Linked DNA regions of Zea mays: region 2 is linked to region 1. A link is a contact called in public Hi-C data. All regions are on one chromosome and are shown on one strand. Each heading gives the region's core, a stretch centred on a gene start, on an enhancer-like site or on the middle of the called end of the contact. The rest is flanking DNA. Distances are from core to core; before and after follow the strand shown.

Region 1 (5,813 bases), core at 3,019-5,518:
GATGTGTTGAGATCCTTTTTGTTCACTAGTATGCTAAGGTTGTCTCATGCCTTGAGTCATTCACTATCTTGATTCATTAATTCTGTGCCAAAATCTAAATCAAGATAAGTGAAATTTAGAAAGATCAAGATGGGTTTGCATTTGTCACCACACCACTGTATCAAGACTACTTCCATTTACACTTTTAGATGAACTTGAGTGGTGTAGTGGACGATTGAAACCGATGTTTTTAACTTCTGATTGCTTTTCTGCATAGGCTACATACGGTTGAAAAGTTAGATAATGACAATGCTTATGAGTTTCAAGCTCTCTCACATGATTCTCAATAAAATTTATGACCTTTAGGACATGTATAACTCTATTTAATATAGAATCTCTTAAAGGAACTCTAGATTTTAATTAAAAATACAAAAGAAAAACTTGTATGTGCATGACTCGCTATACGTATTGTCTCTTAACTATTTTTATATGATGTTTCTACACGACTCTTCATATGTATTCTCTTAACTATATCTATAATTCAAAGACTCGGTATTATATTATGCTGCCTGACAAACCGATAGATTCATGTCCTTGTCATGAATTGCAATAGCCGTGAGCGATCACAATCACCGATAATTCAGCATGGACACGCTTTTCATTGACGTTACCGTCGACGCGTTGACACTTTTGCCACGTATGCCCCATACATCATACGTGTATACTCCGATCCCTACAAAATATTTCTGCCTTCGGTTTATGTTTATGTTTCCGTATAAATAAATTTAGCAACCTAAGATGGACATTGTTTATTAGAATAACACACCGGTTAGTGATAACAATATTAGACTCGAGCTCGACAAGCAACTGCAATGCATTTTTGTTCTTTCTTTTAGCAACCAAATAATCCTATAATTGAGTTTAAATTATGCTTGCTGTGTGTTGGGTTTACAGCAAATTTCTCTAGTTAAACTAAGGATGCAATCGTAGTAAGTTTCGTATGCAACTGTAGTTTCTCTTGCTTACATGTTTAGGAAGTATCTAATGGCGACACATCGATAGACGCATAACGGCTTTAGAACTCGAGATCTACCAGCTTTTGGTGCTTCTAAGCACGATATGACCTTGGTTTGAGTCCATGTCCAACTTGAATATGTAAGACGAGTCACCTACTCACCTCGACTTCGTTCCAAAACTTTGTCAAGCTCACCTCTCCTATCGGAAATGTGTCTTTAGCCAAATTATTTTAATTTTTAACTTAGTTGTAAATATCTATAATTATGTACAGATTGATTGGAACTATTAGGTTAATTTTAAAATGCCTTTTCATGTGATAATAATATGTTTTGCATTCATATTGATAATGAAAGTTTTCAGCTTAATTATACTTTCCGCCACAGGCCCACATGTACCGAAAGATATATTCTCTCCATTTCTCCGTTCCAAATTATTTCAAATGAAGGGATCTAAACAGCCCGTTAGAGAATTTGATCAAATACTATAGAGAGAATTACAAAGGTTATGACATCAAATGGGTATTAATATAAAAATATAATTAACGAAGAATCTACTGACAGGTCCTTATCATAAATACTATTATTAGTATACAAATCTGGTTAAATTTAAGATGCTCTGATTCTAACAAAGTTAGAATGACTTAAAATTAAATTCGGAGGAAGTAATTAATATCCTTCCTACGGTATCTCAGAAAACTGAAGTTCCAAATGACTCCCAACTTACATTTTAGTAGCAGCAAAGTAGCACATTATTTTGTACTTGAAAAACGCACTTTGGCATATAACAGTCGACCATAAAGGAATTGCAATGATCCTCGTGGAGCAAAAAAAAAACACTAGCCAAACTGTCATAGGAAGAAACAATATAACAGCACAGCAGGGATTCACCTGAGTGAAGTAGATAAACAGACAGGTAGCTTTCGAGCTCTTAGCCTACGAGCAGTTTGTTCTCCTCCAAGAAACTGTAGGTAGGGACCTCGAGGTTGAACGGCGCAGGGCCCTTGCGGATCCTCCCGGAAATGTCATAGTGGGAACCATGGCATGGGCAGAACCAGCCGCCAAAGTCTCCGGCATTAGGTAGTGGGATGCAGCCGAGGTGCGTGCACACGCCAATGACCACCAGCCACTCAGGGTTCTTCACACGCTCTGCATCCTGCTCTGGGTGGCGCAGGGATGCCACATCCACACTGTTGGCAAGCTTGATGTCATCCTCTGTCCGACGCCTGATGAAGACTGGCTTTCCACGCCACTTCACGGTCACTGTGGTCCCTGGCTCGATGCTGGAGAGGTCCACCTCAAGTGAAGCAAGGGCAAGCACATCCTTGCTTGCTGACATGCTCAGGACAAACTTCAGTACGAGAAGACGCAGCAGTGATGCATATATGAACCTCCCACCACTCAGGACAAAGTATGCAAAGGCACGCTTGCTGGGATCTCCAGGAGGATATCTTTCATGGTTGTACTCATCATAAACCACCTTAGGGTTAGGATTCTTCACAGCAGCCACAGTTGCTGGGAGGTCAGCTAGGCCCGCATCTTGGTTCCTTGGGACAACTGTTTCAGTAGAAGAGAAACCTGCATAACAGAGTAAGAAAAAACTGTCACATGACTCATGTTCGGATAGAAACAAATAGCAGTGATAACAGAGCATTCAACCTCCAGATAAGTAAAAGGTAAATAACATATGCGACATTAGGATCATCCGGTGAAACATTTCATCTAATTGAATGCCAACACTAAAATATGTGTCCCATAAAATTGGAACATGAAGGAGCCACATGTGCTTCAGTACATGGTTTTTGAGGGACTGCAGCGCCCAGTGGAGCTGGGGGTACGCCTGGATGCCCAGGTACCTTCTAGGCGATATGGTGTAACTAAAACCCTATGGCTCCTGGGGTACACCTGAACGCCTAGGCGCCTCAACAACCATGTTTCAGTATTCTTTTGCTTGGCATAATGTTGATCTTGCTTATAAGAGGCATGCAATAGATATTAGCTATTTTTACAAAAAACTGAAAAATGAGGAATATTTTTAAAACGAGTCGGTACCATAATTATTTCTTTAACCTTCAGGACAGTGCCCACTGTTGTGGTCTTTGCCAACAGGACTGTCATTTCGCGGCACAATAACATAAGTAAATCAACAAAGGTAACATGGCAAAAGGAACAGCAGCCATATGTAGGTCTCTAGAACAAGGAAACGAGGGAACCCATCCAAGAAGTAAAACTAGACTTATAAATACATGACAAATGTTTGTAAAATCAGAAGTTCAGATACTAGTTTTTATTTTGGACGAGGTTCGTAACTGTACCATCAAACTAATGCAATAGCACAACACTGTCATGATAGTAACCAAATTCACCAACCGCCATCAATTTTACCAAACTGTTACCAACATTCTAAAATCAAGGGAATATACTTGCTACGAAGAGGGCCTCTGGACAGCAACACAAGCCATTCAGTTAAGTGTCAAATCATTCAAAAGGAATTTGAGGAATATCAATTAAATATAAATTAAGCTGCATAACAAGTATTGTTAAATAATTTCCCTCCCCCTCTACTATTATTCCCATCCTAGCAACACAGCTCATCACCAAGTTCCATCCTAGCAACCCAGCTCATCATACACTGCTAATCACAAACGGAAGGAGGTATTCTTTTATGTCAGAGCACAGCTCGGTGGCTGCACATAAGAAATGGATGTCAAACAGCATAAGACATGCTAAAAATAAGGGAACAAATTCTCCCGGGTCCTGACAAGAACACAAATTGTCTATCAAATGGACAGACAAAGTGCCTACAAGACCGATCAACGTAAGAGCTACAGCTATTGCACAACAAGCTACAGGAAGGCCTCGAAACAGAACTACACCATCATCGAGAACCCAAACAATCATCCAAAACTTCGCAAAACTAGAAATCCTTGTATCGCAGATCAAGCCCGATGGATCCCGATCTCAATCCGAGCCAAATCTACACGAAGACACGAGAATCAGGATGAAGGTCGCGCGCGCTTACCCCTGGAAGCGACAAAGAAGGGGGAGTCGATGGAGAACCGCGGATGGCTCCGTCCGCGAGCCGAGTCGTCGTCCCGGTCGGGGACGCCAGCGCCGGCGAGGGGACCCCTGGCTACCGCCGCGGCGGGGCGCCAGGAGAGGGAAGACGAGAGCCTTCTCCCCGCAACCCGCAGCATCGTGTCGTCCTCTTCCTCCGGCCGGTGGTGGCGCTCGCCTCCGATCTGATCTCGGCTAGGGTTCGCGCCTTGGCGCACGACGCACGGAGGTAGAGACTGGTGGTGGTGGAAACAAGAGGTTGAGAAAACATATTGGGAGCGGTGGGCTATGCTGGCCCAATATTAGCAGCCCACTTGTATATGTAGGCTTTTGGCTATACTTTCTTGGGCCTAAAACCTCTGGCTAGCCTGCTTTCAAATAAGATTGCAGCGACATAAAATAAAGATGCATTGTACCAATTACTACTCTACAAGTGGAGGCTACACTTAACTGTAATTCTGCTATCGTTCTCCCGTGAGGCCGTGATTACTGACGGCTGGTTTTGTTACTCTATTAGGGCCTGTTCGGTTGTACCGGAATGAGCCAGGATTCATTCCAGTTCATCAAAATCTATATAAATTAGAGAAGTAATCCAGCTAGGAATTAATCCGGGGCTCCAATCCGGAACAACCGAACAGGACCTTAGGGCTTGTTCGTTTACATCGGATTGCACCCGGAATCGTTCCGGCTAATCAAAGTTTATATAAATTAGAGAAGCAATCCGACTCGGAATCGTTCCGACCCACCAATCCGACACAAACGAACAAGGCCATGTTCGTTTGTGTCGGATTGGTGGGTCGGAACGATTCCGAGCCGGATTGCTTTTATAATTTATATAAACTTTGATTAGCCGAAATGATTCCGGGTACAATCCGATGTAAACGAACAAGGCCTTATTCATCTCAATCCACATGTATTGAATTAAATTAGGGTGTAAATTATGGATGTTTAAATGCACTACAGCTAATAGTTAGTTGACTAAAAAATTGCTAGTAAAATTAGCTAGCTAACAAATAGCTAGTCAATTATTAGCTATAGTGTTTTGATGTCTTCAACTAATTTTAGAAGCTAACCATCAGCTCTAGTGCATTCAAATATCCCCTAAATTAATTTACACCCTAATTCACCTCAATACATGTGGATTGAGGCGAATACTAGAGTACCAAACAAAGCCTAAGGGGTGTTTCCAAGTAAAGTTTTTTTGAAGGTTTAAGATAAAATCATGGTAGTGGAGAATATCATAGTTGAAAGATTCCTGGTGAGTTTTGTTGTTTTGGATGACAACATAATCAAAGGTCTAATTGAGGTGTTAAGTGTTGAAGAGCTACTTAGTGAAAAGCTTCAAGGCTCAAGAGTGATATTCCATATAAGATGAGATGGTATGGATTGTACATATCAAAAGTCAAAGTGAAGGATGAACATTGATTAAGTGGAACTCAATGTACATGACAGAGACAACAGGTCAAACTATAAACAAGGCAAGATGGTCTTCGAGGTACTAGAGCAAGGGAGAAGATCAAGAGGACTAGAGTACCTAAAGCCAAGGTGAAGAAGAGGCTCTTACAAAGTCAAGGTTGATCGAGTTGAGAAAGGTTTTGGTGCATTGAGAATCACAACATAAGGACATGACTTGAATCCATTAAGGTAATTCCTATGGTTGTATGGTTCAAGTAATAAGGCTCAAGATCCTAGCTCAAGTAGAGTCATGGTCACAAGAAGTGCAGAAGTGTCAAAGTTAGAACCTGGAAGAGCCCAAAAGAGCTA
Region 2 (5,619 bases), core at 88-2,587, 220 kb before region 1:
GGATCCGACAGCCCCGACAGCTATGCTTCCATAGGGCTCAAGCACTCCTCCGACGGCCACGACACCACATGAACAGGGCAGCAACACCTCTCCAACAGCCACGTCGGCATGTACAAAGGGCTCTGGCTCCTCTCCGCTAGACACGTTAGCACATTGCTATGCTCCCCGTTGTACACCTGTACCCTCTCCTTACATCTATAAAAGGAAGGTCCAGGGCCCTCACACGAGAAGGTGGCCACGCGGGAGAACGAGCCGACGCACGAGGCTCTCGCTCTCTCTCTCCCTCGCGAACGCTTGTAACCCCCTACTGCAAGCGCATCCGCCCTGGGCGCAGGACAACACAAGGTCGCGGTTTCCCCTTACTGTTTTCCCCCCTTGTGTTTCGTCTCGCGCCGACCCATCTGGGCTGGGACACGCAGCGACAATTTACTCGTCGGTTCAGGGATCCCCCGGGGTCGAAACGCCGACACACACAATCTGATTTCGAGGGTCGAGATTAGACCTAACATTTTATAAACCGGTGTGCAACCTAGGCCTTCCGATCACGATCAGACGACCTAGATCAGATCAGCGAAGCAGTACGCCTCCAATCGATTCTCAGTCGTCCGCCTCAAAATCTTCGTCTCGGATTTAAATGATCAACCAGCTATGCATTAGATCAAACTTCGGTCGTTCGTTCTCGATCTAACGGACATGCTTGCTTCTTCCTTCCCCGACGATGCACCCGAGCGGCATCTGCACGGCTCGCGACGGTGCTGATGCCGACGAATGGCCAGTCAGTGCCTTGGTACCTGGTCTCTATCATAACTAGGTACGAATAAATGTGTAGACGATCGTGAAACGATTGAATATATCCTTACCAGTATCCTTGCAACATGGACTCCCATCCATGGTTGGCTGTGGACGATGGCGATTCCCAGTCGTCGATGAGGAATTCCACTTGCCACGATCGTCCTTCACGCCCAATCGTGCCACAAAAGCTTTCGTTGCCCACCGGTGAACCTCCTCGGCCAGGCTCCGACAGCTCGGCGATAGTGAATCGAAGTATCCGCATGCGGCAGAGATCTCTCGTTCCCTCCCTCTCATCGGCGATGGTGGTGGCGACCCGTGAGGTGACTAAACTTCGATGGCATGAGGGGAAGGATTGAGGTCGCATATATATACTATGAAGGGGGACGAATTGGATTGGGAGAAGAGACGTCGAATCCCCTGGGATACGCGCGATTCAGTTACGACAACAACCCATGGTGGAGGAGGACTCTGATAGTAGGGGCCCACACGTTGGTGGCCAGAGTGTGGGGGAGAACCGGAGAACTTGGTGTGAGGCTGACAGCGCGGTCCCACCAGACAGGCTGAACCGAAGTCGCCGAGACGAGGATCTCGGGCGCGTGCAGGTGGAGGCCTGACCGGAGGCCCCGCATGTCGGCACAATGCTGCCGAGCGAATGGCTCCGCGTGGAGGTGAGTTGGGTCGGCACCGGGTTTTGACCCAAGTGGTGCTAGGCCACGCGGAGAGGGTGTCGAGATGGCCCGATGGGGAAATTTAGCCCAGAAGCAGGTTTAGGCTTTCCTTTTTTTCTTTTCTATTTTCAAACTTCAGACTAGATTCAATCCAATTTCAAACTCTATGATAAATGCACAAATTAAATCACAACATGAGATGCAAGTTATAGTTATTTTTAGTTATTTTATTTATTTATCTAGGCAATGTTCCTGATATGAAATGCACACACATATTGTTCCTTTTAAACGTGAAGTCAAATTGAAGGTTTACTTTTAGGACTCAATAACCATTACCTATTTGTTTTAGTAGAGAAATAATTTCTAGGTTATAGTCTTTGTTATAATTTTAATTTAACTTTTTGGAGGACAATTATAAGTATGCTAAACTCATATAAGGATCTTCTTCATTTAGGAATCCACATTTATTTAGATCTTGGAAGAATCTTTTTAACAAATTCAAAGTAAGATTTTTGGGTGTTACAAGAAGGAAAAAAGCAAGCTTGAGCCAAAATGGGAAGACCCTTACATAATCATCAAGAAGATTTCACCAAATTCCTACAGACTAATTGGCCAAACAGGAGTAGAGCTCGAGCACTCCTAGAACATAAACAATTTAAGGAAATATTATATGTAGGCTGACTCCGCTCGACAGGGCTCCTCTTGATCCCTTGTAATCATCATGCATTTTTGTAATTAGGCACATACTCTTTTCCTCATGATGGGTTGAGGTTTTTAATGAGGCGGATCCATGTAATAATAAAGCAGAAATCCCCCTACAAACTCTTTCACCCATCGAAAAGGCTCAAACTAGAGCCATAATATTCGACAACCATAAGTCACTGTCACTCCTTGGAAGTTGAGCCCCCACACATGCCTTCGCTCTCCATGGCTGCCTACCCTGCATTAGAGATCTCATTGATTGGTAAGTACAAATGGTGATCGAGGGCTAGTTCCATCTTCGCACCAATAGAGGCCATAAGCAAAGGAGTAAAGAAGGAGAAAGTGACTAATAAAAAAGACGTTATGATGATGTGATAGGATCTGGATGGCTAGAGGGAGGTTAATGGGCTATAAATTCCTTTCTATGCCACAAGATACTAGTGCAAAGTTAATTAGTATAAGAGGTAACATGGAAGTTAATACTTGCTCTAGCTCTATTTCTTAATAAGAAAGGTTATTAAACAAATCTAATTGTTATATCTCTAAGTTGATTTCACTAAACATGCAAAATAGCAACTACTTAAGTACACTAGAGATCTAAGAAAAAACAACTAGTAACAAATATAAGCTTCCATAATGTTGTTACTCAAGCAAACTATCATAGGAGACATGAATATGAGTATAAAACCTAGAGTGACACTGATCAAACCAAACCGGACAGGTGAATTTACACAATGATTTATATGCAAGGTTCAATTGCTTACTGGTAACCTACACCCTTTATTGTAGTAAGACCAAGCTAGGTGGTTCACACGATAATTAGCATCACACACCAAACTCATAATTAGGGCATCTTATAACCGCATCAGTGAGGCACTCCAACTTGCCATGATTCCACTAGGGTTGCTCATCGCAATATCTCACTAGCAATGAGAACAATGTTGGATTTATGGGCCTAGCCTATTTGAGAAATTCATTTAAATCCTAGGAAAATCTCAAAAGCTCATGTATGGCAAGGGAATGGTGGAACCAATAGTTCCACATTGCTAGTTTAAGTGGAGTGAGACTAGTTTATATGTGGAGGCTTCCCTCTCCCACAAAGTCATGGATGAGGGGAGAGAGGATGGAATGCCACATATGTGCGTGCGCTCGCTCGCTTGGCTTGTCCGAGGCAGGGCAAAGGACGCGAGCGCACGACATGCACATGAATGGTTCACCAAAATCTAGACCCTAAACCTTGTGGGGGCACGACTTTCTTTTGCTATTTTTATTTTTGGTTACTTGATTGTTAAGCTTAGAGTCATTTTTCGATAACTACCAGATTGCAATATGAGACCTTATTAGATCACACAATAGATGAGGACTCGACTCATTATTGGTTTGTGGGACATGGAGACAACTCTATATATTGCGCTTAACAGCCATCGCCAATATCATCCCAACACGAGTTAGGTTTTGCATCTACTTACTGCTGCGTAGTCGTTGTAGTCTTCCTCCCGAGCACTGACGTGCGTCTGCGGTCGGGGGAGCAGGTCTTTGGAACCCTTCGCCTTCGAGATCCTGCATCGAGAGTAGGGGTGGTAATGGATCACTATCCAAATGTTTCTTCACAATTTGTTGAGCCCCTTAACTAATTTTAGTTCAAAAGTGAATAGAAATAGAGCCCGATCCTAATCCTATTCAATCCTTAAATCTTATAGTGTAAAATTTAGAGCCCATTACCACTTCTAATCGGGATAGGGTGAATAAGGTTTTTGGGAAGCAACTTCTCGCGACTTCTACCATTCTTCTCGATGACTATCACCATCATCTTCCATACCACTTCCATGCCATCATTCAGTATGTCTAATCAGTATGCATTATCTGATCTAATCTCATACTTTAGTTTATCTATCGCTATATAAATGTGTTTTGTGTATGGCTTATTAGCCTATTAGGCAACAACATGCTATTCTTTTTACTATAGTTCAAGATATGTATTTATATTTATTCTGGAATATGTCTACTTATTCAACAATCCAAAAATCTTGTTGTAAACAATTTCCTAGTTTAACTATGGCCGGTTTTGTCGAGGCGCTTAGGCTAGAGGAACTCTCTGGTATGCACTTCAAGAGGTGGAAAATCAAGGTCACGCTCTAGCTTACCACTATGAATATGTTCCATGTTAGTAAAGGCAAACCTTAGCACGTACTAACTCCTAAAGAGGAGAAAAAGTATGATGATACAAATACTATCTTTATGGGAGCAATTCTTAGCGTCCTTGTTGATCGCCTGGTTGATGCGAATATGCAACACAAAGACATGAAGGAGTTGTGGGATGCACTTACTACTTAGTATGGTGCATCAGATGCTGATAGTGAACTATATATCGTGGAGAGCTTTCATGATCACAAGATGGCTAATAATCGCTCTATTGTAGAGCAAGCTCAAGAAATACAGTGAATTGCCAAAGAATTCTACCTCCTTAAGATTGTCCTTCCTAACCGATTTGTGGCTGGTTGCATTATTGCAAAGTTGACTTCTTCATGGAGGAACTTCGCCACTTCTCTAAAACTTAGACATAAGAGATATTAGTTGAAAATCTGATAGCGTCTTTGGATGTTGAGGAGAAAGCTCGGGCTAAGGACACGAGTTCTAAAGGAGGAGAGGGCAACTCCAGCACCAACATGGTTCAGAAGAACCACAACAAGGGCAAAGGGAAGCCAAAGCCTAACTAGCCCAACAAAACTACCAACTTCAAGAAGAAAAACAAGGTTGAGATGACCTTTTCGTGTGTGGTGAGATATGTCATTTTGCCAAGGACTGTTCTGATCGAGCGGATCATCGTGGAAAAAGGGCAATGTCAATACAACAATCACTAGCAATGAGGAGACAAAGGGTATGGTAATCTACCTTCATCTTCTATTTTTAACCATCTAGTTGGTGGATTGATAATGGTGCTAATGTTCATGTGTGTTCTGACATTATAATGTTCTCTTCTTATCAGGTCGCCTGGGATTCCTTCGTCCTAATGGGGAATGGGTCACATGCTTCTGTTTCATACCTCGCTCTGACAAGTAAATTTATTGTACGCGTTCCGGGCTCCGGAGGGTGTGCGCGGAGGGCACAAGATTTATACAAGTTTGGGCAGAATGTCCCTACTTTCAGTCATCGATGTCTTGCACTGCTGGCACCATTGATGATCAAACTTGTAGTGGGGGTTACAAGCAGTTGAGAGAGGAAGGATAGGCTTCTAGATCTCTTATAGGGGTGGAAGTGGAGCCTAGAAGATGCAAGGTGGAGTCCTAGCCAAGTCTTGGCTTGGCGGGGCTCCGGCCTCCTTGTCCTTGTCAGCGCTCCTCCTATTGTTCATCCTTGTGGCTTTCTCTCCATCTGAAGGCACTTGTTCGAGGCAAAATAGAGGTCGATAGGCCTGCTGTCTCTAACCTCATGTACCTCAGTTAGTCATACCGTATCG

Evidence for each region. A called contact is a pair of places that touch in the nucleus more often than the background predicts.
Region 2: a Hi-C map of leaf shows a contact between it and region 1, with 5 times the contacts expected there. The contact joins the enhancer-like site here to the promoter of LOC542550 in region 1. A contact is called at or near these places in 2 of 25 Hi-C or Micro-C datasets (endosperm and leaf).

Annotation. Positions count from the first base shown.
Region 1 is chr10:114,182,937-114,188,749 of Zm-B73-REFERENCE-NAM-5.0, reverse strand. LOC542550 (iron-sulfur protein 1) reads right to left here and starts at 4,268. Exons shown (of 2, transcript NM_001371631.1): 1 at 4,015-4,268; 2 at 1,609-2,570. The coding sequence starts at 4,189. The coding sequence ends at 1,924.
Region 2 is chr10:114,400,084-114,405,702 of Zm-B73-REFERENCE-NAM-5.0, reverse strand. No RefSeq gene overlaps it. Among protein-coding and RNA genes, the nearest start is that of LOC100384247, 41 kb to the left of the region's middle. Within about 2 kb of position 1,337, at least 19 of the 20 cell types and tissues checked have an H3K27ac peak or open chromatin away from gene starts, as enhancers often do. A contact at or near this core is called in endosperm and leaf, where this site is marked.